Regions from separate parts of the Mus musculus genome. Here all the other regions are linked to region 1. The links are chromatin contacts, called in public HiChIP or PLAC-seq, Micro-C and promoter capture Hi-C maps. All regions are on one chromosome and are shown on one strand. Each heading gives the region's core, a stretch centred on a gene start, on an enhancer-like site or on the middle of the called end of the contact. The rest is flanking DNA. Distances are from core to core; before and after follow the strand shown.

What was found. Promoter capture Hi-C pulls out the DNA fragments that hold promoters and counts their contacts. A called contact is a pair of places that touch in the nucleus more often than the background predicts. HiChIP or PLAC-seq counts read pairs in DNA pulled down with a chosen protein or histone mark.
Region 2: a Micro-C map of embryonic stem cells shows a contact between it and region 1, with 8 times the contacts expected there. The contact joins the promoter of Foxl2os here to the promoter of Spsb4 in region 1. A contact is called at or near these places in 1 of 39 promoter capture datasets (embryonic stem cells), 5 of 484 Hi-C or Micro-C datasets (all in embryonic stem cells) and 2 of 115 datasets of contacts at active chromatin or transcription factors (both in embryonic stem cells).
Region 3: a contact with region 1 is called in an H3K27ac HiChIP or PLAC-seq map of embryonic stem cells, with 5 times the contacts expected there. The contact joins the promoter of Rbp1 here to the promoter of Spsb4 in region 1. A contact is called at or near these places in 1 of 39 promoter capture datasets (hippocampal neurons) and 3 of 115 datasets of contacts at active chromatin or transcription factors (astrocytes, embryonic forebrain and embryonic stem cells).
Region 4: a promoter capture Hi-C map of pre-B cells shows a contact between it and region 1, with 2.1 times the contacts expected there. The contact joins the promoter of Nmnat3 here to the promoter of Spsb4 in region 1. A contact is called at or near these places in 3 of 39 promoter capture datasets (hippocampal neurons, liver and pre-B cells).
Region 5: a contact with region 1 is called in a Micro-C map of embryonic stem cells, with 4 times the contacts expected there. The contact joins the promoter of Clstn2 here to the promoter of Spsb4 in region 1. A contact is called at or near these places in 1 of 39 promoter capture datasets (hippocampal neurons) and 2 of 484 Hi-C or Micro-C datasets (both in embryonic stem cells).

The regions. Positions count from the first base shown.
Region 1 is chr9:97,015,681-97,020,402 of GRCm38.p6, forward strand. Spsb4 (splA/ryanodine receptor domain and SOCS box containing 4) reads right to left here and starts at 2,675. Exons shown (of 3, transcript NM_145134.3): 1 at 2,514-2,675. It overlaps Gm16010 (a long non-coding RNA gene), which reads left to right. Exons shown (of 3, transcript XR_871043.3): 1 at 1-661; 2 at 947-2,086; 3 at 2,313-4,722.
Region 2 is chr9:98,953,373-98,958,094 of GRCm38.p6, forward strand. Foxl2os (forkhead box L2, opposite strand) reads right to left here and starts at 1,938. Exons shown (of 8, transcript NR_003248.3): 1 at 1,033-1,938; 2 at 832-862; 3 at 656-746; 4 at 233-485. Foxl2 (forkhead box L2) reads left to right here and starts at 2,235. Exons shown (of 1, transcript NM_012020.2): 1 at 2,235-4,722. The coding sequence starts at 2,289. The coding sequence ends at 3,416.
Region 3 is chr9:98,420,721-98,425,442 of GRCm38.p6, forward strand. It overlaps Rbp1 (retinol binding protein 1, cellular), which reads left to right and starts at 2,241. Exons shown (of 4, transcript NM_011254.5): 1 at 2,241-4,331. The coding sequence starts at 4,259.
Region 4 is chr9:98,293,828-98,298,549 of GRCm38.p6, forward strand. It overlaps Nmnat3 (nicotinamide nucleotide adenylyltransferase 3), which reads left to right and starts at 2,743. Exons shown (of 5, transcript NM_144533.3): 1 at 2,743-3,153. It overlaps Gm46126 (a long non-coding RNA gene), which reads right to left. Exons shown (of 2, transcript XR_001779264.2): 1 at 4,259-4,722; 2 at 3,370-3,552.
Region 5 is chr9:98,031,149-98,035,870 of GRCm38.p6, forward strand. It overlaps Clstn2 (calsyntenin 2), which reads right to left and starts at 2,019. Exons shown (of 18, transcript NM_022319.2): 1 at 1,713-2,019. The coding sequence starts at 1,827.

The DNA.
Region 1 (4,722 bases), core at 1,425-3,924:
TACTTTTTTTTTTTTGAAAAAAAAAAAAATGATTACCAGGAAAGACTTCTAATGGACCTAGCTAGGTCCCTCTAACCTCCTGATTTTCCACATCCAGTTTCTTGTTCTATCTAGGGAGCTCCTGGAGATCTTTTGTTACCGTGCCAACAGAGGAGGGCCCTTTCAGGAGCACCGATGTGTGGCGGCGAGCCAGCTGAGCCAGCCGGCTTAGAAAAAAATTAACTGGAGCATGGGGGTGTTGACTGGGTCTTTCTCTCAAAGGGCAAAGACCTTGCCTCAGGCCTGAGCCTTAGCCACATCCTGGGACATGCTTCCATGACAAGGTTCCGATCCTGTGACCAACTTGGGGTAGGAATGGAAGTCAGGAAAGGAATAAGCCCTGGAGTGTTGGAGCAAAACCAAGATCTTAGGCCAGGGTTTCAGGGGTGGGGAAGGGGGAAGTGACAGAAAAGAAGGTGGGGTCAGTGAAAGCCAGGCCTAGAGGGCAGGCCCAGTCTTCACTCCTAGTAGTCTCGAGGAAGTTCTAGCTTTAGAAAGGAATTTGGACTATTTACATTTTTGAGGATAAATCCTTCTTGCTAGTGAATGGCCATTACTATTTGCCAATCTGATATCTGAAAAACTGAATCTTCTGGCTTTAGCACACGTTTTTCTTATTGAGGTAAGGCGCATATGTGTTATTTCTGTTTCACTCTCTCTGGGTAAATTGTCTGTAGTCTTTGTCCTTTGGGGCTCTTCCTTGTCTTGATTCTTTATACATTTTAAGCTGAGGCTAGAGCTTAGGGGTGGAGTGCTTATCTTGTATGCACAGAGCCCTAGGTTCCACTCCCAGCACACAGACACCCCAAATCGGTTCCCAATTGGAAGCTACGAAGCCACTGCAGTAAGTAGCATTTCTTTCCCAGCTCTGCCGTGACTTTTGACTTCTTCTGGTTTTTCCTTGCAGATTTTATTTCTATGTCACTGAATATCCTTAAAGTCGAAGAGAAATGAAAACTGAAGAGATATTTGCATGGCATAGCTGGTGAATCTAATTTTGTTCGCAGCTTGCCAGAAGTGGCTTAAATTCTTTTTACCGTCCTTGCTGTGGAAATCTGAAACATGGATTCAGGGTGTGTGTCTCAAAAACTGTGGCCGTCTGTAAAGGATGTCTATACCACACTTTTGACATTTTGTTGTTCTGCATAGAGGGTTTATCGGGCAGCCCAAAACCAATTGGGAGAGCGAGTGGAGCAGCGAGGTTGAAAGATCCTCCATCACCCTGAGCAATAGAAACTGCAGGCTTTAGTTGAAAGACAGAGGTGCCAAAGTGAGGAAACAGACAGGAAGCCTCAGGGGTTAGTCGCTTTCCACAGGGCACAGTGGGAAGTGAACTTTCCCCTTATCTCTTCTAAATCTAGATAGGCTCAACAACTGTTAGGGGCAGATGAATGGAAGGATAAGAGATGTTCACACCAATTCCTGGAGTAGGGAGGGAGAGGAACCAGGAGAAGGGGAAGAAAGGGGGAGGGGAGGAGGGCGAGGGGAAGCACAGAGCAGCGGACCTTAGAAGAATCGCTCAAGGTCACACCGCGGGATGGAGCTGAAAGCCGAATTCAAATCCAAGCCCGGGACTGCAGGACTGAAAGTTCTAGATAGAGCCACACAAACGTGCTCTCTTCTCTCTTCTTGACTCAGCAGCTCTCGCTTGGCCACGGGGCGGTGGGAATCACACTTCCTGGGCCTTTCTAGCCGGGAGTTTGGGGTCCCTTGTTTTTCCTGGACTTATTTGCCGCACTCCGGGCTTTGGCTTCCTCCTCCCTGCTTCCCAGAGCAGAATCCGGAGCCACCTATTCTCTCCAAGTTTGTCTCGCAGCCAGGCTGGGAACCGTGCGCGAGCGACTCCCGGACCCGGCAATCAGTCTTCCCTGCCCCAGCGTCGGAGACGAACAATCACCACCAGCGGCTGCTGAGTGCTAGACGCTTTACTCCCACAGCTCCAAAAGCCACAGACGAGCAGACCCCCAGAAATTAGTCCTCGCCACTCAGATGAGGCAGCTCTGCGAAATTGGATGATGTGCTTGGACTCACAAGGCTAATAACGCTAGTTAGTATCTAAGTGCTTTCTGAATGCCAGACGCGGGTCTCCGCACCACCCCAGCAGTTCCTCCAACACTCTAGTAAAAAAGGGCACACTATCACCCCCATCTTATGGATGAGGAAACCGTGGTTGTGGCACCTGGCCCAAGGTCACCCCAGAGAGTGACGGATATACGACCGGAACATAGTCGGTTGAGTCTGGGTTCAATTTGTGTGTGTTGTCTCCACTACAGGGAGAGCAGCGGTTTCAAACCTACAGTACCAGAGGCTGACCTCAACGCAACGCCCGAGGCTGGGCGCAAACCAACCAGTTCGGAATGCCATAATTCACAGAGACATTCCCACGGACCGGAACCAGAGAGTCCCCCAAGAGCACCGAGTGTGACCGGTACTGGCGGACGATCACCCCTTAGCAGGAGCTGGAGAACACTTACCATAAAAGAGAGGGCGAGCGCCTGCCTGGGAGGAATCCCCAGCGCTGGCAGGTCCGGGACTCCCGGGAGAGAGGTCTGCTGCCACTGCCGCCCACGCAGGGGCGCCCGAGCGACCCCGCGGATGCTGGCTGCTGCTTCTCAACCAGCGGCGCGTCCTCTCGACTTGTATCCGGCGGCAGCGCCCTCTCGCTCCGCAGGGTGCCCTGGAGTTAGGGACGTTCTTGGAGAAGTTGACGCTCGGGAGAGGCCGCCGAGGTCCGGTCCCGAGTAGTGAAGTGCCCCACTGCGCTGATCTCAGCGAGATGCGGAAGCCCTTGCCCTGATGGCCCTAAAGCTTGGCGCCTGACCTGGAGAGCGACGAGTCCCGCGCTCAGGGCACACGGGCCGCACCTCGGCCGCCCGTCCCCGGAGCACCGGGTTTCTTCCCTAGAGCACTGAGCACACGCCGCGAGGGCTGCAGTGGTGGCCAGGGCCCGGGCAGCTGTGCGCTCATTGCCTTCCCCAGGGGCTGAGCGCCTTTGTGCGCCGGGCGCGCCGACCGCCAGGGCCAGCTCTGGATGCTGCAGCCGCCGCCTCCCCCTCCTCCTCCACGGCCGCTCGCTCCCCGCCTTCCCGGCCGGCCCGGAGGCTGCAGCTGAAAGCCGATCCGGCTGAGCTCATCCCTGAAGGCCACTAATCCAATAGCCGCGGAAGGCGCGGCCGCCGGGAACGCCCCTTCCCCCACCATCCCGCGCCCCGGCCGTCCCAGCTCGGGCCGCTGCCGGCTCTGCCACCTTCTGGAGGCCACCAGCTGGCGGGAAAGGGAAGTGGAACCCTCGCCCGCGCCCCTGGGCCGAAGTGGCGCGGACGCCATTCACTCATCTGCGGACTGGCTAGCCTAGACACTCGCTCACACACGCGCTCATTCATGCGCATGGGTCCTCCCCCATTCATTCAAGCGTGCCTAGAGAGCCACGGTGGGTGTCCCTAGGGGCGGGGATGAAGAGAGGAGACATCACGGTCGCCAGATAGCTTTGGAGCCTGTATTGAAGGCCTGCGGGAAACAACGACTGGGAAAGAGAATGCTTTAATATACCCCCTTGCCTTAGGCACACACATGTCCACACTTTATTTCTGAGGCCAGACTCCAACTCATCTTTCAGAATCCAATTTCACGCAGCACCTGCTCCATGGTGCTTTTCCCCTGACCACCTGAGGCCCGAGAGAAGGATCATCGATCAGAGGGCTACCGAGAGCGCTGAAGGATGGCGGCTCCCTCGGTAACCAGAGCGCAGAGATAAGAGGGCGTGGCCAGAGCGAGGGATGCTCTGTACCTCCAAGTTGGCTTCCTTCCAGGCCAGGGCATCCTGCTTTCCATGCCAGAGTTGACATTAGGTCCATTCCATAGTCTTAACTGACCTCACCCCTCAGAAAGTGTCCTTTTTTTTCCCCCCATGTACACAGAAGATAAGCACCTGTAATTCAGCCCTGTGAGGGAAATGTGTTGACCAAGGCTCCAGGGTACCTCTCCCAGACTGGGGAGGGCAATTTGAGAATGTTTCCTTGTGGAAGTGTCTGCATGAATGAGCTGCTAGATGCAGAGACATCATAGTCTCATGGTAGGTACCTGTAACAGCCTGTGGTATGACTGGAGCCAAAACAGGAGGTAAGATGAAACGAGAGTAGGTACTTAGGGTCTTGGAGAGCATCCAAAGGGCTTGGCTTTTCCCCAAGATCAGTTTGGCAGGCCTCTTGACCTTCACAGATTTGCTGTCCAGAAAGATAATCCAGTGGCAGGATGGATAGATGGATGAATAGCACTGGCCAGCTTGGAAGCTGCTTCAGAGATCCAGGCAGTCAATGATGCTTTGTCGATTAGGACAGCTCAGTGGTGTGGCAGAGGGGTATTCTGAGCAAGTATTTGTGGCGCTCTTGGTTTTATTTGGGCTGCTTCATCTATATCTGCATGTCTGTCTCTCCGTACCTGTGTGTCTCTGCTCTTGGGACTGCACAGAAGAGCTGCTGAAGGGAATGTGACCCATGCACACATTTCCTTGTCCCCCCGAGTCCCCTCCCTCCCCAGGACATTTCTGGAGTACGTGCTCTGACCACGGCTGTGGTGCTAACAGAGCTGGACATCGTGAAATGAGAACCGAGGAAAACTCAGCAAACAGGAACTTAAGCAAGACTTTTCAAGGACTGGAGAGATGACTCAGACGGTTAAACCAGG
Region 2 (4,722 bases), core at 688-3,187, 1.9 Mb after region 1:
ACCAAGCAGACTCAGATCCAGACCCATAACCTGGGCATGCCTGATGGTGAGGAAGAAGACAAACACCTGCAGGCATGCTCAGAAAACAGACAAGTATTGAAGAAGTGCTGTTTGTCTCTTGAGTGTGCTCAGGGCGGTGAGGGATAGCTTAGAAAAACATGGAGGCTACTTGGGGATACTGTCAATAAGGGCTAGATGTGGGTATTTCTCAGAGAAATTTAGAGAAGCCTACCTCCCTTGTATCCTGGTGGTTAGGCCGGGTTTGCCTGGCTGACCTCTCTGTAGTCATCTTTGAGATGTTGGACTACACACACACACACACACACACACACACACACACACACACACACACAGAGTCCTCCTTTCCCTTCATCTCAAAGTGGGAAGCACAAGCACACACTGTAGATAAATGGTCTTCGGACCGCTGGAGCCACTGGCCAGTGTGGGCTCGTGGCATTCTGGAGAACTCTTAAAGTCCAAGCAACCTGAAAGAAAGAGGTAGAAACAGGCACTGGGATAGCCACCTAGATGTGTGACTGGCACACATCATTCATTCAGACCATTATCCTTCACAACGTGTCTGATCACTCTTCCTCAGCCTCTCTCACACTTCCAAGACTGCAAACCTGTGTTAAGGCTGAGTGACAGGGCACACCTGATGTTGTGCTGGCACGGAAGGAATTCCTCTAAGTCCGTTTTCTATTTTCGGAGATGTAACTGGATCCCCACCAGACTTCGGCTATTATCTTAAAAACAAGGGGAAAGACTACTGTCCATTCGTGACTGGGACGCGAGAAAGCGCCTCCCCAGCCTGTGGTTTTCCTTCCTTACCTATGCTGGAAGGAGAAGATGCAGGTAACGGCTGTAAGGGTAGGAAGGACAAAGGAAGACAGGAAAAAAAAAAAAAAAAGAGGTTGTATCCACGAACCATGTTCATGGATACAACCATGTACTCTGGTGCTTGATTCATACACCTCACTAAGCAAAAATAAGCAAATACAAGTCTCACACATTGTACATATATAAGCATACCTGGGTTTCTGAACAGCACACTTGCGCAGTATCACGTGTGTCTTTAAGAACAGATTTTTGCCCCGTGCCTTCCACGCGTGACACTTGTGCACGCAACAGTCCCCAAAGCCCCTCAGCAACATCCTCGTCTGTGTCCAAGCCAGAGTACAAGGGATACCACTTGATCTTTAAAACACACACCCAAATTGTGGGATTGCAAGGCGAGTTCCAAGGAGAAAGCTGGTCCCTACATCCACCTCAGCACAGAGAAGCGAAACGTCCGATGCCAGTGAGCGGTACTCCTGGGTGTCTCTTCCCAGCGATCCTCTCCCCAGCCTCAATTGGGCTCAGAGAGCTCGAGGGACAGAGCAGGCCGAAGCTTCTGCCTTCCGTGACACGAGCTCTGAGCTGGTTTACCTCCAGCTGCCGCAAAGTTCGGCCACTCCACCCCGGTCCGGCCCCCTTGCCATCTCGCCCCTCCCTAAGCCTCAAAGCTAGAAGTCTAGCCCCAGCACAGCCCGAAGCACAGAGCAAAGGGTTTTGTTTTCTTTCACCTGAAAGCTGCCCAGAGGCTTGGATCACCTCTCCTCGCTGGGGTCAGCATTCCCGGGGCACTGGCAGGGCGCAGCGAGCCCCAACCAGGGCTTTTCGGCGAAGCAAACACCCGCAGATTTTCAAGACTCGTAAGAGCGTGAGGCAGGCTGTTGGCTGGGCCCGGGAGGCTCCGGAGGCTCGGGAAGGCCGGTCCAAGTTCTGCCGGCCGTTTAAAAAAAAAAGGAGACTTAGAGATGAACTCGCCCGTGCGCTGCTGGCTGCCCCGCTATAGGGGCGAAGGCCCCTGACGCAAGCGGAACTCTGCGGAGCCCATACGAATCAGAACGGAGCGAGGCTCCTGGCGCACTAGGGACTCCAGGAGGCGGCTGCGCCAGAGACGCGGGTCGCGCCTCGGGGAAACCGGGCGGTGGGGGGAGGGGAGAGCTCAGCCAAGAAAACCCACCGAGGCGGGGACTGGCCTGGGCGGGGAGGGGCGGCGGGGCCGGAGCCCCTCGCTGTTGGGCAGACTCCCGATGGCCAGAGGCTGACTTCCACTCCCGCAGACCGCTCCCCGGGGGGAAAAGAGAAGAGAGTGAGAGCCGCGCGAGGCCTCCGGTCCCCGCAGCCTGCAGAAGTTAGAGGCTCTGCGCCGAGCGCACACTCCTGCGCCCGCCTGCAAGGCGAGCCTGCACCAGGAGAGCACAGCCTCCGGGCTGCCCGGCCGCGGAGAGCCGGCTTTTGTCATGATGGCCAGCTACCCCGAGCCCGAAGACACGGCGGGGACCCTGCTGGCTCCGGAGAGCGGACGCGCAGTCAAAGAGGCCGAGGCGTCGCCGCCGAGTCCCGGCAAGGGAGGCGGGACAACACCGGAGAAACCAGACCCCGCGCAGAAGCCCCCGTACTCGTACGTGGCGCTCATCGCCATGGCGATCCGCGAGAGCGCCGAGAAGAGGCTCACTCTGTCCGGCATCTACCAGTACATCATAGCCAAGTTCCCGTTCTACGAGAAGAACAAGAAGGGCTGGCAGAATAGCATCCGCCACAACCTCAGCCTCAACGAGTGCTTCATCAAGGTGCCGCGCGAGGGCGGCGGCGAGCGCAAGGGCAACTACTGGACGCTCGACCCGGCCTGCGAGGACATGTTCGAGAAGGGCAACTACCGGCGCCGCCGCCGCATGAAGCGGCCCTTCCGGCCGCCGCCCGCTCACTTCCAGCCCGGCAAGGGGCTCTTCGGGAGCGGAGGAGCGGCGGGTGGCTGCGGCGTGCCCGGAGCTGGGGCCGATGGCTATGGCTACCTGGCGCCACCCAAGTACCTGCAATCGGGGTTCCTCAACAACTCCTGGCCCCTGCCGCAGCCTCCCTCGCCCATGCCCTACGCCTCCTGCCAGATGGCGGCGGCTGCGGCGGCCGCTGCTGCAGCCGCTGCAGCCGCCGGCCCGGGCAGCCCCGGTGCAGCCGCGGTGGTCAAGGGGCTGGCGGGCCCCGCCGCCTCCTACGGGCCGTACTCGCGCGTGCAGAGCATGGCGCTGCCTCCGGGCGTCGTGAACTCCTACAACGGCCTGGGGGGCCCTCCTGCCGCACCACCGCCGCCGCCACCGCCGCCGCACCCTCACCCGCACCCTCACGCACATCATCTGCACGCGGCCGCTGCGCCCCCGCCAGCCCCGCCACACCACGGGGCTGCCGCGCCTCCCCCGGGTCAGCTCAGTCCCGCCAGCCCGGCCACCGCCGCGCCCCCGGCACCCGCGCCCACGAGCGCGCCCGGCCTGCAGTTCGCCTGCGCCCGGCAACCCGAGCTCGCCATGATGCATTGCTCATACTGGGACCACGACAGCAAGACGGGCGCGCTGCACTCGCGTCTGGATCTCTGAGTGCCAACGCGCGCGGGAGCGGTCCCCCACCCCTATCCCGGGAGTGGAGGAGCCGAGCTCGGGTCGCAGCCGCAGCAGCCAGCCTGACAGCGCGCACTCCGGGACAGCTTCTGGATGCAGAGCCCTCGAGCGGTCTGCCCTTCCTCGGTCCGCCCCGCTCCTGCGACTCCGCTTTGTCGCCTCCGCTGCTCCTCCGGTGCTCTTCCCCGCCGCGGCCTCTGCTTTCCCGTGCTGCTGGCCGGAGGCCGCCCACTCCGTGCTTTCCGCGGGCCTCCTCTCCTCACCGCAGGGAGTGAGTCCCCGGCCGAGGTGCGGTCGAAGTGTCTGAGACGCAGCTTACCTCTTGGCCCTCTCTTCCAGGTCGGTGGACTCAAGCTCGATTTTATTTTTAATTCCCCACCCCGACTGTCTGCGACTAGAAGCGCTAGGCTGCTGGGGGAAGAGGGACCCACACTACCGGAGAATGGAAAGAACGTGTCTGGTCGCTCTGCGATCCCTCCTGGAACTGATCAGAAGCCGCTTGCAGAGGGGCCCACTGGGCGGGGCGGGGGTTGAGCCCCAGGCTGGAGCAGGGACAGCCTCGTTCCGCGGCCTGCAACCGAGTTCTCATCCCCCGCTCCTTGTGAGGCCGTGGTGCCTCCGCTCCGCAGAGCACCGCATAGGGCACCTCCAGGCCAGGTCTTTATGAAAAAGATTGGTGAGGCTTTTGAAAATATTAAAAAATACTTTTTAAAGAAAAAAAGAAAGAGGGAGAGAATAAAACATTCATGGGGGGGTGGGGAGGAGAAATGTAATGGCCTTGGAGTTTGCTAAAACCAAACAACAAAATCAAAAGTTTTGGTTTTCTTCATCGACCCTGCTGGGAAATTTGTGTAAGAATTCCCGTGGTGACTTCATTAGGCTGTGTTCAGAGGGAGGAGAAAATAACTAGCTAAAATAAGGTTTCCACTACAAATTAGGAATTTCTTTTCTATTTAAAAGTTGAACTCAAAACAAATTTCCCCGGATCTTCCGATTCTGCCCCGGATGCCAGAAGAGATCTCTGCCTGGCTGGTACACACCGCCCAGATGACACTCCTATCCCTGATTTTTGTTTTTCCAATGTCTTGTTTCTTCCACCTTCGGAAGGAGAAATGTGAAACTCGTCATGGCCGGCCCACACGGGCTTGTGGCCCCAGCCGGCTGGCCCGAAATCCCGTGACCTGGTGGTTGAGTAATGTCTTTCGGGGACCAAATTTTCTAGAGGGAACTAGAGCACTTTTGTTGTGTTTGTACGTGTGTGAGGGCGTCCCTTGTCAATTCCCAA
Region 3 (4,722 bases), core at 991-3,490, 1.4 Mb after region 1:
TCTACTCACTCCTCATGTTCCACCTATGTGACTGGAACAAGTTTTAAAAAAAAAAAAATCCTCTCTTCAAACATCCTGCCTCTGTAACCTATGAAAACAAAGACCCAGCAGTCTCATCTTACCCAGAATTCTACAGCTGTGTGTAATTAAGACACTTGGCATCTGAAAAGCCCTTAATTTTGCACAGGGACTTCAGTCTTGTTGCCTCTCATCTTTCTCCATCTCTCTTGTTCTCCCAGGGATCACTGCCTGCTCTTACTGTGCCTTCCAAGCAGCCTTAAAAACCCACTCCCATGTCCTTTATTAGCTTAAAAAGGTGACCACGTGACAGGTTTGCTTATCTTTTTATCACTGGAACGGGTGTTTAAGTTCTTTGTTTGTTTCTTTCTTCTTCCTTCTTCTTCCTTCTTCCTTCTTCCTTCTTCTCCTCCTTCCTCCTCCTCCTCCTCTTTTTCTTCTTCCTTTTCCCACTCATACCATAGCTTAGGCTGGTCTTGAACTGGTGGGAATCTTCCCATCTCGGCCTCTTGACTATTCTGGCTATAGGACTAAGCCACCACACCCACCAGAGATTCTTCTTGTTCCAAGAGGTACAGGCAGAATAATGGCCCTCTCAAAGGCGCTGGGGAGCTAACCTTGAGACCTGCAAATGTGTCCCTGCTGTGGTTTGGATAACTGAGCCCCGTCACAAGTCCCCAGTGCTTCTCTCTCCTCCCTAGCCACCACTACATAGGAGTGCCACGTGCTCCTATGCATCCCACTGTACACACACAAGCACTGGCTTGCTGCTCTTGACCTTGGCACTCATGTTCTTAGGACCAGGGAATGAAGAAATCCCAGTTAGGAGTATCTATTGCAGGCTGCCATAAACAAGCCTGCCCCTTTATTCCCTCTGCTTGCTGACTGTCCCCTAACTCCCCCCTCCTCTCTTCTTTCCTTCCCACTCCATGCTCACCCTCCCCTGGACCCCCTTGACACTCCCTTGATTCTGCCTGACCTGAAGCTCTAGCAAGAGTCACCTTCTTTAAGGAGCTCTCCTTGATCCCCAGCACCCCCCAGAGGCCTCCCATCTCTGATGTTCTCTCCCCCGTTGTTTCTCTGTGATTACACATCACAGGTAACCCCTGAGTCACACAGAAGAGCACTTGAAACCAGCTCTTACAGAATCCAGTGAGCAGAAGGAGCATCAGCAGACAGAGAGCCAACGTAGTGCCCACAGCATCCATGGAGTGCTTTGCACTGCAGTAACTCAAAACAGGGGGTCTGCCCTAAAGCCCACACAGGCAATCTGATGCTGCAACAAGAACAGTCAGCAGCTATGACCCTTGTAGTTGCAGATGTTTACCTTCCTGGTTCCCAGGTTGGTATCGCCCCCAGGAGGTACTGAATCATTGGAGGATGAATGGGCAGAGTGTGTGGGAGGCAGGCTTTCACATTTCAAAGTCCTCTCTTCACCTTTATCCTCAGTGCCCACTGCTCTGACTTCCTGATAGAGACATGTGTAGTTATCCTCTGCCTCTGGCTCTTACAGTCTTTCTGTCCCGTCTTCAGAGTCTTAGGAGGAGGGCTGTGTGGTATAGATACCCCATTGAAGACTGCCCCAGAGCCATTCCTGCCTGTAGGCTGTCATGCTCCCCACACGACAGCAACAGACTCATATCATTCTAAGCCAATAGTAAACCCTTCTATAAGTTGCCTTTGTTTTATCACAACAAGAGAAAGCCTAACTCACTGGTTCTCAACCTTCTTAATGCCGCGACCCTTTAATACAGTTCCTCATGTTGTGGTGAACCCACCCCCCACCCCACCCCCACACACAATCACATTTCGTTGCTACTTTATAACTGTAAGTTTGTTACTGTTGTGAATTGTAATGTAAATATCTGTGTTTTCCAATGGTCTTAGGCCACCCCTATGAAAGGGTCATTTGACACATACACCACCGCCCCCTTCCCCACAAAGGGGTCACCATCCACAGGTGATACCCCGACTACCACAGAAAGCCTCCTAGGAGATCTAGAAGAGCGGGAGCTCTTGGATCTATTTAGGGCACTAGACAAAGAGACAGGCAGAGACGGTAAACTAACTGACTAGTGTGCTGTGTGCTCAGCAAACCAGCTCAGAGTAAAGGTCGAGAGACCAGGAGATGGCCAAAGTGGTCAGGGGAAGAAGGAGTGGCTAGAGCTGTGTCCTCCCTGATGAATAGCAGAGACCTGGAGCAACCTCTGTCCAGAACATAAGGATCCACTCTCAGCTCAGCAACAGACCAGGGCTTACTGTCCCTACTGTGTGTCAAGCACTACATGAGACTTTGGCATAAACCATCTCAGGAGGTTCATCTCAGGGCACAAAGGGAAGTGGCTGGAGAGGATGAAGGACTTTGGACTTGTTGGGGAGTGGATGGTGGAAGAAACGTTTGCTTAGCTTTCAAGCCTCCAGAGACCCAAACCTCCATTCCAGTGAATCAGGATGACAACGAAGCTGTGTGCCTTGGCTGCCCCTCACACAATGTCTTACACTAGATGATTTGGGCCAAAGTGCCTGAAGAAGTGGCTTCCCACACCTTTACCTTACACAGGCCTGGGACAGGCAGTCTTGACTGCCCAACCTGAGTTCTGTACTAACTGGGGAGGGGACACAGGGCCAGGATCTAGATAACAATCGGATGCCCTGAGCATGCCAGAGCAGACAAAGGACAGACCAAGGCTGTGATGGGAATCCAACTGTGGCCCTCAACCAGGGTGGGTGTGTGTGTGTGTGTGTGTGTGTGTGTGTGTGTGTGTGTGTGTTTTCTAACCCCAGAACTTAAAAATATCTGGAGATATCTTTGCAGAACTTTAGGGGACCAGGACCAGCAGTGCTACTGAAAATCTTCTAAGATTCATTTCGATAAGGCTGAGGATGAGAGTCCCTGGTGTTCAGCAAGAGAGTCCCTGAGAGAGTAAGGAGGGCTAAAATTCCAACCTTTCTCCCAGAGGACACTTGCCTACCCTGATGGTGTGCCCTTTAGTCATTTAGCTGGGGGAGGCATGGTTCTGCACTGAGAAGAAAGCATACCAGATCTCATTCCACAGGCTCCTAGGCTCTGATCTGTTGGGGGGAGGGGGGGAATTTAAAGAAATATTTAGTCTTTAGTAGGTCAAAAGGTCAGACACTGAATGTCATCTCTTTGTAACACACAGGTAGCAGGTGAGAAGGGATAAAGGTCTTCACTGCTACTGTTGCCAATGGCAACAAGGATCAGAAGCCACGGAACACGCCCACCCCCTCCCCCACCCCCTCCCCGACCCAGGTAAATAGGAGCTGAAGCTAGTAATAGAAGCTTACAGAAATACTGGGGAGTCTTTCCGTGCACAGGTATGGAAAGGGCCCAGAATATATTAACTGAAAAAAAAAAAAAACCACAAACTGTAAATTCCAGAAAAGGTCTGTGCTTTCCTTTCCTGGAAGAAGACAGAACCACACGATCCCGCAGAATAGTGTCAGTCCACACGCGCAAAAAGCCTTGGGTCTCTGACCACCACCGTGCATGGGTTCACCTGGAGCGCTTTCTTGTCCAGTGCATATTTAATACCACCAACTTCGCATCATTTCCTGGGAGAGCTGTGGGTAGTTGCTCTGCTCTTCATCCCTAGAGTTAAAACATCAGCTTCCTAGGAACTGGCCAGGCCACGGATGCTGAGCTTTAGACAAAGGCCTGTAAATGGCCTCTTCCTTGATGACGCTAGCAAACCTGAAGGAGACGCGTTTTCAACACTCAAGAGGCGTTTGAAGAACTCCCAGGGGGGTACCGGTGAGAATTCCAGGCGTTTGAAGAACTCTCAAGGGAAGTAAGGAGGGGGTACACAAAAACTAGGACCAAAAGCAACCTTTCCCCTTCCACACCTCCTCTTTCTAGGCTAGGAGGGGTTGGGTGAAAAGAGCAAATGGAAGGTCTGAACTGAAAGTGGCCAACAGCAGGGACAAACCTGGCTCTGCACCATCTTCGCCCCCGCCCCTCCCGCCCCCTGCCCCGCCCCGCCCCGATCCCCGCTCCGCCCTCTCACCCTGGGAGGAGGGATCGCTACAATGGACCCTCCTGCGGGCTTTGTGCACTCTTGGAATCCAGCTGTCGCCGCCCCGCGGAGCCCCGTGTCCCCCGAGGGCGCCCATTTCCGGGCCGTCCATCACCCGGAGTGCATTGGCAGCAACCGTCCGGGCCGAACCCACAGCCGCTCCCGCCTTCTTGGTGTCAGGCGATCCCCAGTCTGTCCCAAAAATGCCTGTGGACTTCAACGGGTACTGGAAGATGCTGAGCAATGAGAATTTCGAGGAGTACCTGCGCGCGCTCGGTAAGCGCGGCCCGCGGTTTGCAACCCCCGGCTCCCCGCAGACCCCAGTACCCCATCCCAGAGCGCGGCCGCCGGCTGCCAACCAGAGGGCCCGAGATGTTAGGGTTAATTGGTGGCAAGTGTCCGATAGCTCTCCCCGGAGGTAGATAGTTCAATCACTAGGGCAGGGCAAGCTTTGCTAGTTTGTTTTTAAAGGTCGGGGGCGGGGGGGGGGGCAACAAAACTTTGTTTTCAAAAGAATAAAAATGGAAAGGCAAGGCACAGACGGCCCTCAGAGGCCACGCAGAGTGAGCTGGAATCCCAACCTTGTTCCACTACCTAGGAACCCCGCTACCTAGGGAATCCTTTCTTATCTGAGTTTTCTTGACAACTCTGCCGCTGCTCTCTCGCA
Region 4 (4,722 bases), core at 1,493-3,992, 1.3 Mb after region 1:
GGGAGAGACTTAGGATTTTAGCCTAATTGTGATGTAAGCCAGCCAGGCTTCTGTATGGTGTAGATTGATTCCAAGTTTAAAAGGCCCATCATTCTTGCTCAACATAGAGGCTTTCTAGTGGAGGCTGGCTTCAGTAGCCATAAAAGAAAGACTTGCCACCAATGCTGTCTGCTCTTTGGTTGTAAGAGAGCACCCGCCTTCTGAAGCACTTGCAGTGGTTGAAAGGCCCGCCATCTTTGGTCATTTTAAAAGTCCACCAGTCTCTTTTCACACATCCTATTTTTTTATTCGACCAAAGCTTGCTCTTTCCGAAGGAGAACTTAGAAGTCAAGGTAAGAAAGAATTGCCTCACTAAATGCGGAGGATGGCCAGTCAATCGTCCCATGTGCAGTTCTTCTGAGGACCAGTTCTTCAGAAGGTCCTCAGAACACAGCCTAAGATGACCATTCTCAGCTAGCTATGCATTGATGGCTGTCCAAAGTGCTCCTAGTGAGGGAGACATCCTCAGAACGTGTTAACTGACAGAAGACAGGAGCAGAGAGAGAACGGTTATCCAAATGCTGATCTCATGTTGGTAATGGTAATTTCATGCCTAGAAATCATTTCAGAACTGTTCAAAAAACACAGGCTAATTTGTCAGCTCATTTTTATTCCCTGGGGACTCGCCTCCTGCAGATTTCCCTTGGGCGGGATAATCCCAAGCCATGTTCATGCTTGGCATACTGCTTTGTAGACTATTCCTTCAAGATTATGCTGATTCTCATCACGTGTTACAGGGGAGTGCTGGCTTAACAATGCCTCCTCACTGTGCACTTGCCCTGCCCTCTAAACTATTCTACTTACCTGCAATCTTATACCTTATAAACTTCCACTCAACTGCACGTACCATAGTCTACTTAGGAGAGACTCAAGCACATATTCTCCATCAAATCCTTTCTGTGATGGTATCTCTAGATGTCTTCCTTTAGTGAACAGGGTCATAGAGAAATTAAATGTACCCAGAGGCTCCCATTCTACTTATGATGGAGTAGCCAGCTGTGACGGGGATCCTGTTATTCCCCTTCAGAATAAAAGCAGCTAGGCTTCGGTCCAGCCTGGGTTTCTCAGGCCTGCCTCTCCCCGCTATGTTAGCTAAAGCCTGGCTGTTATATAAGGTTTGTGCTGCCTTCCCAAAGCACACAGTGCTTCTCACCCAGTCTTCTCTTCAGCCAGGCCTCAGTCTTCCATGATGCAGGGTGGAAATCTTCCTCTGAAGGAGAAGTCATTGTTCAGGCTCTCTCTGGCTGGCTGTGTCTAGTCTCTGCCTCCACAGCCCCGGGTCCTGACTCAGAAAGACTTGGCCTTTGGTTAATTTATGAAAGTAAACCAACCTGTAGGAGTGTGTACACTACATATGCTCACAGATGCCTCCAAATTTTGTGACACACCACCTACGCTGCTGGCATCAGTAAGAAACTATCCAAAGGACACTGTACACTTAGCTACTATCGTGCTGCTTGAACCTCCTCCAAAGCCATCGAGGTAGAGGGTTGTTTCTACTGATTACAGGGAAGGAAACTGAAACCTGAGTAGGTAAAGCTGCTTGCTTGGGGTCACTTTATGGAGGTGCATTGTACCCTAAGTTTCCCAGAAGAAACGCAAAGGGCACAGGGTCTACTGCCTGAGTGGGGAGGTATCTTTTCCCTGGTTTCTTAGTGGGGCTACCTGTGTGCCCACATACTGATTAATGGCAAAGGTGTGGCCCTTCCTAAGAGCCTGGGAATATCATGGGAGACTGGGGATAGAAACTGGGTCCAGAGCTAGCTCTCCACCCAGGAGTTGATTTATCACTGTGGCTAGGAGGAGGGGGGAGCTTAAATGTTTAGCATTCACAAGCCTTGACATCACCCTTGATTTTTCCCCCCACCCTGCAACTCACTCCATTAGGATTGACAGGCCACGGTGAAGCTTCTTGTGAGGGCTGGGCAGTTATAGAGGGTTATGGGAGGCTGAGAAACTACTCTGCATTAGCGAGGCAAATTAAGGTTCTAAATTACACAAAGACCTCCGGGAGTAGGTCCTGAATCTCCAAGGATTCGGTTGCAATTTCTTAGTATGAATGAATATACTTGCCAGAAAGTCCTAATTGTATTTTCTTTCTAAAATAGCCCCCATTTTCCCCTCCCCCAAACTGTGCCAGCTTCAGAACCCCATCCCCCCACAACCTTTATCCTCACCAAGGCAGAGCTGGAGAATAGAGGTGTAAATGTGTCAGAAGAGGGAAGCAGGGGCCCAGGAAGAGTAAATCCTCATCTAACATGGCAGAAAGTCAATAGATAAATCAAGAAATCGCTATGTAAGCTCTTTTTCTTTCTTTCTTTCTTTTTTTTTTTTTTTTTTTTTTTTTTTGCGACAAAAAGTGACCATCCAAGGAAGGGACTGATGAAAAAGGGCTCTAGGTAGAGCAGAACAGGAGGGGCTTGTTTCTTTCATTGTAAGTAGCTATTTTATACTTTAAGAACTGTTCATACATTGCTTGATATGGTTTTAATTCAGGCTTTTAAAAACCAGAGTGAAAGTTAGATGAAAGAAACAAACAGAATACAAAACTAAAAAAAAAAGTAAAAAATGAAAACACAGAGCAGAAAGGCCACAGATGACAATCTACTGAGGACCTGAAGAGCGGGGGCGGGGCACGGGGCGTGGTCTTAGGTCGCTGAGGGGGCGGGGCAAAGCTCCGCTCTGTCTCCCGGGAGTTCCGCCCACAGCAGGAAGCTGGGAGCGCAAGGTCAAGTTCACTCGCGGCTCCGCCCCCAGCCTGGGTCAAGACTAGTTAGTCTTAGGGCGATCTGCGGGGTGACCCATCCTGGTCGAGCAGCAGATCCGCGGTCCCTGTTGACTCTGAGCGGAGCCCCGCGACGCGCAGGTAAGCACAGCCAGCGACCTTGGCTGCCTGCTTCGCCCGCGTGGGTGTCCACGAAGCCTTGAGTCCCCGCGTACCTACCAGGCCCACGTGACTCTCGGGGGCGGCGACTCGGGCGCGCGCGCGCACGACAGAGTCAGATGGCTGTGGAGCGCAGAACCACGCTAGCCCCACGGTCACTTTTCTGACCGATTGGCTCGAGCTGACACGGGTTCGGATCCCCCCTGCAGCACGTTTACAGTCAGTTAAAAGTAAGTGTGTGACAATTACAGCGTATTGTTCAGTGTTCTCTTTCTATTGGCCTAAGTGGGGTTCCAGCGATTGTCACGTGTAGCGTGCTGCCCCGCAGAGCACAGACTAGCGAGGAGACCTCCAGCAAAGGCAAACCACACACATTAAAGTATGACAGTTCAAATTAGTAGGAGCTGTGGAGATAATTTTTAAGATAAGTAAATAAAAGCGCAGGGTGCTGGAGAAGTTTTATTACGTTTCCCGTCAGCAAAACCTGCTGGAGCTAAAGCTACCCCGTGAATGACGGAATTCCAGACATAAAGTAAGGCTTGGGAAGGAGGTTCCCTTGGGATCGTCCTGCAGAGAGCTGGTGCCTGCGAGTTCCTGTCCTAGTTAGTCGACGTCAACAAGTGAGTCATCTGGAAAGAGAGAACTTGGAGTTTTTAAATGCCACCATTAGACTAACCTGACCAAAAGGGTGTGGGGGCATTTTCTTGATTACTGATGTATGTAGGAGGGCTCAGCCCACAGTGGGGGATTCCACCACACCCTTTCCCACGTCCCCCACCCCAGTGGTGGTCCTTAGTTGTAATAGGCTGAGCAAGCCTTGGAGAACAAGCCAGGAAGCAGTGGTCCTCCATGGCCTCAGCTTCAGCCCCTGCCTGGATTTCTATCATTAATGGGACTGTGACGTTGGGAGAGCAAGGCAAATAAAGGCTTCCTACCCGAGTTGCTTTTGATCAGGGCATTTGCCTCGGCAGTTTCTTAAGCCACTGTTCTAAGATGGGACTGCTTGTACTACCAGGAAATGGGTTTGTGGGAAGCAGCTGCCAGAGCTGTTCAGACAGCAGCGGGCACAGCAGGGGTGAAGGTATCTCTGCTCCTCAAGACTGAACTTGAGGTGTCTGTCTCAGAGTAAGCTTCCCCCCCCCCCCCCCCCGCCTTAGTACATTCCCCTCTGACAGATGAGTAAACTCTCACAATACAGCCTGTTCTCTAAGTTGAGGACTGGTTTAACCATTTTTTGGAAACACTTGGCTCATGCCTTTCCCTTGACACTAAGGGTTAGGAGAAGCCAGATACAAGACCTGCTCTCCTGGAGCCTGTGCAAGGTTGGCCACTTACCATGCGGACTCTGAGCCTTGTGAGGGAAGCTGCCTTGTTTCCATTTAGCATTTAGGCCAGTGGTTCTCAGCCTTCCTGCTCCTGCAGTCCTTTAATACAGTTCCTCACGTTGTGACCTCGTCATAAAAATTATTTCATTGCCACTTCTGAACTGTAATTCTGCTACTGTTATGAATTATAGTTTAAATATTTGATAGGCAGGATATCTATGTGAGCCCCCAAATGGGGTTGCGACCCACAGGTTGAGAACTGCTGGTCTAGGTACACATTTCCCAGCAAGCACCACCTGATCCCGCCAGCCCCAAGAGGCAGCTCTTCCACTGGCAGCTCTCTCCCCTGAGGCACCGTCTCTGCTGGCCCCTTGCTGAGGACCCCTCAGAACTTGAGACCAGCACAGATTTGAGAGAGTGGCTTCAGGAAACACCTGTCAGCTGCTTGGCATTTACATGTGTGTGTATTTATAA
Region 5 (4,722 bases), core at 769-3,268, 1.0 Mb after region 1:
TCTCATTTCCCATTCTTGGCAAACTCAGCAAGGTGTTACAGGAGGGGCTCTCTTCCCAAATTACTCCTTCTCTAATCCTTACTCACCGTGAGCTCCCCTGAAAGGATGAAATCTGCCTACCTGTCAAAGTGTCCGTACTGGAAGAACAGACTGTTCGGACGCTCGGTTTCTATCCTTATTTTCACCAGAACAACAGCAACAGCATAGTACATTGGTCCCTTCATACAGACAACCTTTTACCATACCACTTTTAAAAAGACATTTTCATGATGAATTTTTCTGTCTTCTCAAAAAAAGAAAAAAAGAAAGAAAGAAAAAAGGAAGAAAGAAAGAAAGAAAGAAAGGAAGAAAGAAAGAAAGGGAAAAAGAAACTCCTTGAGGAAGAGGAGAGGTACGTGTTAGAAAGACACCTGTGCATAAAATCTTTTCCATTTTATGTCACCAGAAATCAATAGATTAAAAAGAATAGGAGCACCTCTTTTCCCAAATTTATCACTTGCAAATGTCAGGAGAGGCCGCTCTCAAAGTCCAGACAAGGCAAATGGAATGGCCTGCTTCCCCAATTGCCCTGTCTCCGGAGAGATCCAGGCTGCTGTGCTTTTCATACCAGCTCAGCCAACAAACCTCTAAATCAAGCTGTCTCTACTTGGGAATCTTTTTCCAACAAGGACAAAAACTCTGTTTTCAAAATATCGCCAGACAGAATTCCAAGGACCATATGTCACCCGTTCACCTGGCAGAAATCAAAAGCACGCCCTCCTCGTCAACAGTGCAGAGAATCAACAAGTTACCACTTAAGCCAAACGCTCCATCCTGCAATCTGCTACAGTCTCCCTGAGCCCACCATCATCCACCCCAATTGGGCTCCTGCGATGCTTCCCAGCTTTTGGCTACCGCGTGACCTTCTGTTCCAGACCCGCCCTCCAGATGCAGGCTCCCCAACCTGCGCTTCTCCCAGCGCTCCCAGACAGCTGTCAAAGTCTGGGGCTTGCGGGCTTCAGGTTCCCCTGATAACGCCAGCGTTCAGGAGAATCTTAGAGGATTAGAGAGGTCAAGATCAACTATAAAGACCAGAGAGGAGCTCTAGGCTCGGAGGCTCGGTCCTCCGAAGAAAAGCAGAGTGTGAGCCGCAGTAGCAACCATCACATCCCGCGCTTCTTCCGGACTCTGCCCATCTTGAGGGCGTGAGTTCCCAGGGGAGCCAGAGCCCGCGCTGCGGAGGAGCAGGAGGAGCGCCTGGGTGCGGGCAAGGCTTTCAGGAGCCTACAAGTTCCCACGCCATCCTCAAGCTGGAGTGCCAGTCCAGCTCGTCTCGCTGCTTTGAAGACGCCCCTGGTTCTTGCCCCCAAAGCAGAAGCAGACAGACACCTGCTTCACCCACTCCCCAGCCCCCGCTACAGCGCCCATGTCCTGCCTTGCTCAAAGCATCCCTGAGCCAAGCCCCGCGATGCTCCCACCCCAGCACACAGGGCCCCCAAAGTTCTCTATACTCCATAGACCTCCCCTTCTCCTTGGCGCCTGGACCCCGCCCAGAGGTTGGGCTGGAGAACCTCTTGGGTCCACAGTTTAGGGCGCACACTTCGAGGACGGTGCGCGCAGAAGCCGAAGCTGCCACAAGAAAGGGCGGGTGTTAGACGAGTAAGTCCAGGGTCTGCACCCTCGAGCCCGCCCTGCTTCCTTCCAGAAGAGGAACAAACTTCCCCAGCACCCACCTTTCGCCACGAGGAGGCGGCGCCGCCGGCTGTCTCCGCCGTCTCCACTGCCGCCGCCGCTCCCTACGCCCAGCGCCAGCAGGAGCGGCACCAAGCACAGCCTCCCCGGCAGCATCCTCGCCGCCTGAGCCGCCACCGAGCTGCAGCCGCCGCCTCCTACCGCTCGCGCCGGCCTCGCCTGCCGGTGTCCGCTGGCGTCCGCTGGTGTCCGCCGGTGCCTGCCGCGCCGCCTCCCTGGAGCTGCCGGGTGCGCTTCTGGAGCCGCCGCCGCCGCCCTCACTCACCGCCTCCGCTGCCCTTCGCCGCGTCGCTCGCTCTCCCGCAACAGCAGCACTCACTGGCGCGGACCCGGAGCGGCTCCAGCGCTCACCCCGGGACGGCCCGTGACGTCACGGAGGGAGGGAGGTGGCTCGTGCATATTCATGAGACGCGGACATCGGCGCGGGGTTGCGCGCTCCCCCGCCTCGCAGCTCCGGCCCCCAACTTTCCACAGCCATCCCCTATGCCGCTCGCTCGCGTGATCCGACTCGGTCAGGCGCCGGTTCCGGCGGGTGGAACCCATGCGGGAGGCTCCAGGGGAGCCTTAGGGCCTGGCGTCCCCCCCTGCGGCTCTCCAAACTGCAGCCCCGAGGCACTGCGAGCGCCACAACCAAGTGATCGCCCGAGGACCTTCTGTAAAGATGCAGGCGACCCTACTGTGATGCGCCCTTTGAACCGACATCCCTGCGGAGGGGCCAGGATGCTGTCTCTGTGGACCCTGCCCTTGGATATGGTCTAGGGATGGACGCTCTATGCCGCCTGGTCTGGGGAGGGCGCCAGGCGCTCACTAGAGCTGCAAAAGGCCACTGCCTCTAGGAGTTGTAGGGCAGAGATCACTTAGGACCTGCGTAGCAATGCCCGGGCTCTGTGCCATCTCAGTGAAGCAGGCACAGCCACTGCTAGAGTCAAAAGGACTAGCTAAAGTCAGAAAAGGCAACTGTCAGTCTTCAGTGGGAAGCACATTCAAACTTCTCCCTCAGAAGTTGCCACCTTTACATTGTCACTACCTAGGTAAGAGTATGCCATTTGGTATCATGCCTTCTAAAATCTCAAGCCAAGGAACACTGTCTCTGGAGGTGGGGTTCATATAGTTCTCCACCACAATACACCCCCAACCACCATCAGGCTGCCAAAGGATCAAGAAGGTTCCCAGTAAAATCAACTAACCGCTCGGAAGAAATCACTATATTTCCATAGATGTACTATTTTCTCACGATCCAAGGGTCATGTGCAGTTGAGAAATGAGGCAAAAAAAAAAAAAAAAAAAACCAAAAAACAAAAAAAAAACAAAAAACACAGAAACAAACAAAATTATCCTTTCATTCATCATCCCGTTCAAGACATTTCCTGAGCACTAAATGATTGTGGATGCCCCGTTAGGCAATGAAGGACACAAGGTCTTTGTCCCTCTTGGAGAAGCCAAAGGGGATGAAAGCAGTTAAAGTCCCCCGCTTTATGGTCCTGCACATTCTTTATGTTGCTCGATATGAGCCTGTACAAATCAATTAGCCAAATGTGTATATTGCAACACTGACTGAACAGCATCTCATAATTAATAAGTGTAGTTCGGAGTACTCAACCAAGCCATAAAATACATTAAGAGCCTTCTGCTGCCCAGCCTCCCTGTGTGGTCCTGGCAGCACACTGGGAGACTGTGGTGTTAAAAACAAACTTCAACATTTGAGACCTCAAGAGGTGCTCAACAGCTGCAAATCCTGGTGGCTGCAGGGGACTCAGCTCTTTGGCCAGCAGGTCCCCTTTAGTCCATGAAGCAACACCTGTGCTATTGTTCTTGTTTCTGGAGTAAGGTCACTCCTTTACCCAAGGTAAAGAGCTACCAAGTTCCAAGCCAACATCAAGAGACCTCTCACCCTTCTCAGATTTTAAAGTTATAATCCAGAAGGAGGTAGATGCTGACCATGCAAAGTCAGAGAAGCCAGTGAATGAGAGAAATGTAAAATCGACCCATTTTTTTATCCTTTGTGCTCCATCCCATTTGGCTGATATTTACCCCCCTTGTTTACTCAGACAAGAACCTCCTTACTGACTGAACATCATCCCTGGAGGTCCTTAAGCTAACTGTTGTTAAAGTCATCTGGTCCCAAGTATTTGACATGAAGTTTCAAATTCAGACCAAATAATGAGAAGCAGAACAGAGAATGAAAAGAAGCAGAACAGAGAATTATAAAACATCCCCAAGAAAGAAATGGCCAGGAAAGAACATCACAGAGAAACACAGTAGGGAAAGGGCGCTTACCAACAGGTGCAGCACGTCTCTCATCCTTCGCTTCTTGTGAAGGAGGATGAGAGTGTCTGCTAGATTAAGCTCTGCAGTAGCCTCTGTTTAGTCATGGTTCTCTGGAGCTGTTCCCTTGGATGGCGCTCTCCCACTCCGGCTTTTAGATTGGCTGTGTGGTTTGCTCTACCCCTGGACAGTAGCATTCTTGATTTTTTTTTTCTTTCTTGGACACCTGCCTGTCATAAGAAGAAACTCAGGCTAAACCTGCAGGAGAGTCAGAGACATTGGTGTACGCTGATACGACATCCCTGAGATGTTCCAGACAGCTAATGCTACTTTAACCTGATCAGCACAAATAACCCACACGTTGACCACAGACACATGAACAAGCTCAGGCAGGATCAGCCAAGCTGGGCACACATCAGAACTGTCCAGCTGACAATTAAAAAAATATAAATGGTTGTTCCATTAAGTCACTGTGTTTGGGAGTAATTGATTAGGCAATACTATATCCACTGCATTAAGGTCATTACAAGAAGTGAAAAATGAATATGAGGCACTCAATATGCTGTGCGTGGTCAATGCTTAATAAATGCAAAAATGTCCCCATCTTTACCTACTTTAAGGCCATGGAATGCCCGTTGAACCATGATTTGGCTTGCTTGGGTAGGGGAAAGACCAAATGGGTTAGAGTAAATGTATCTTAAAAATACTCAGACCACAAGAACTTCT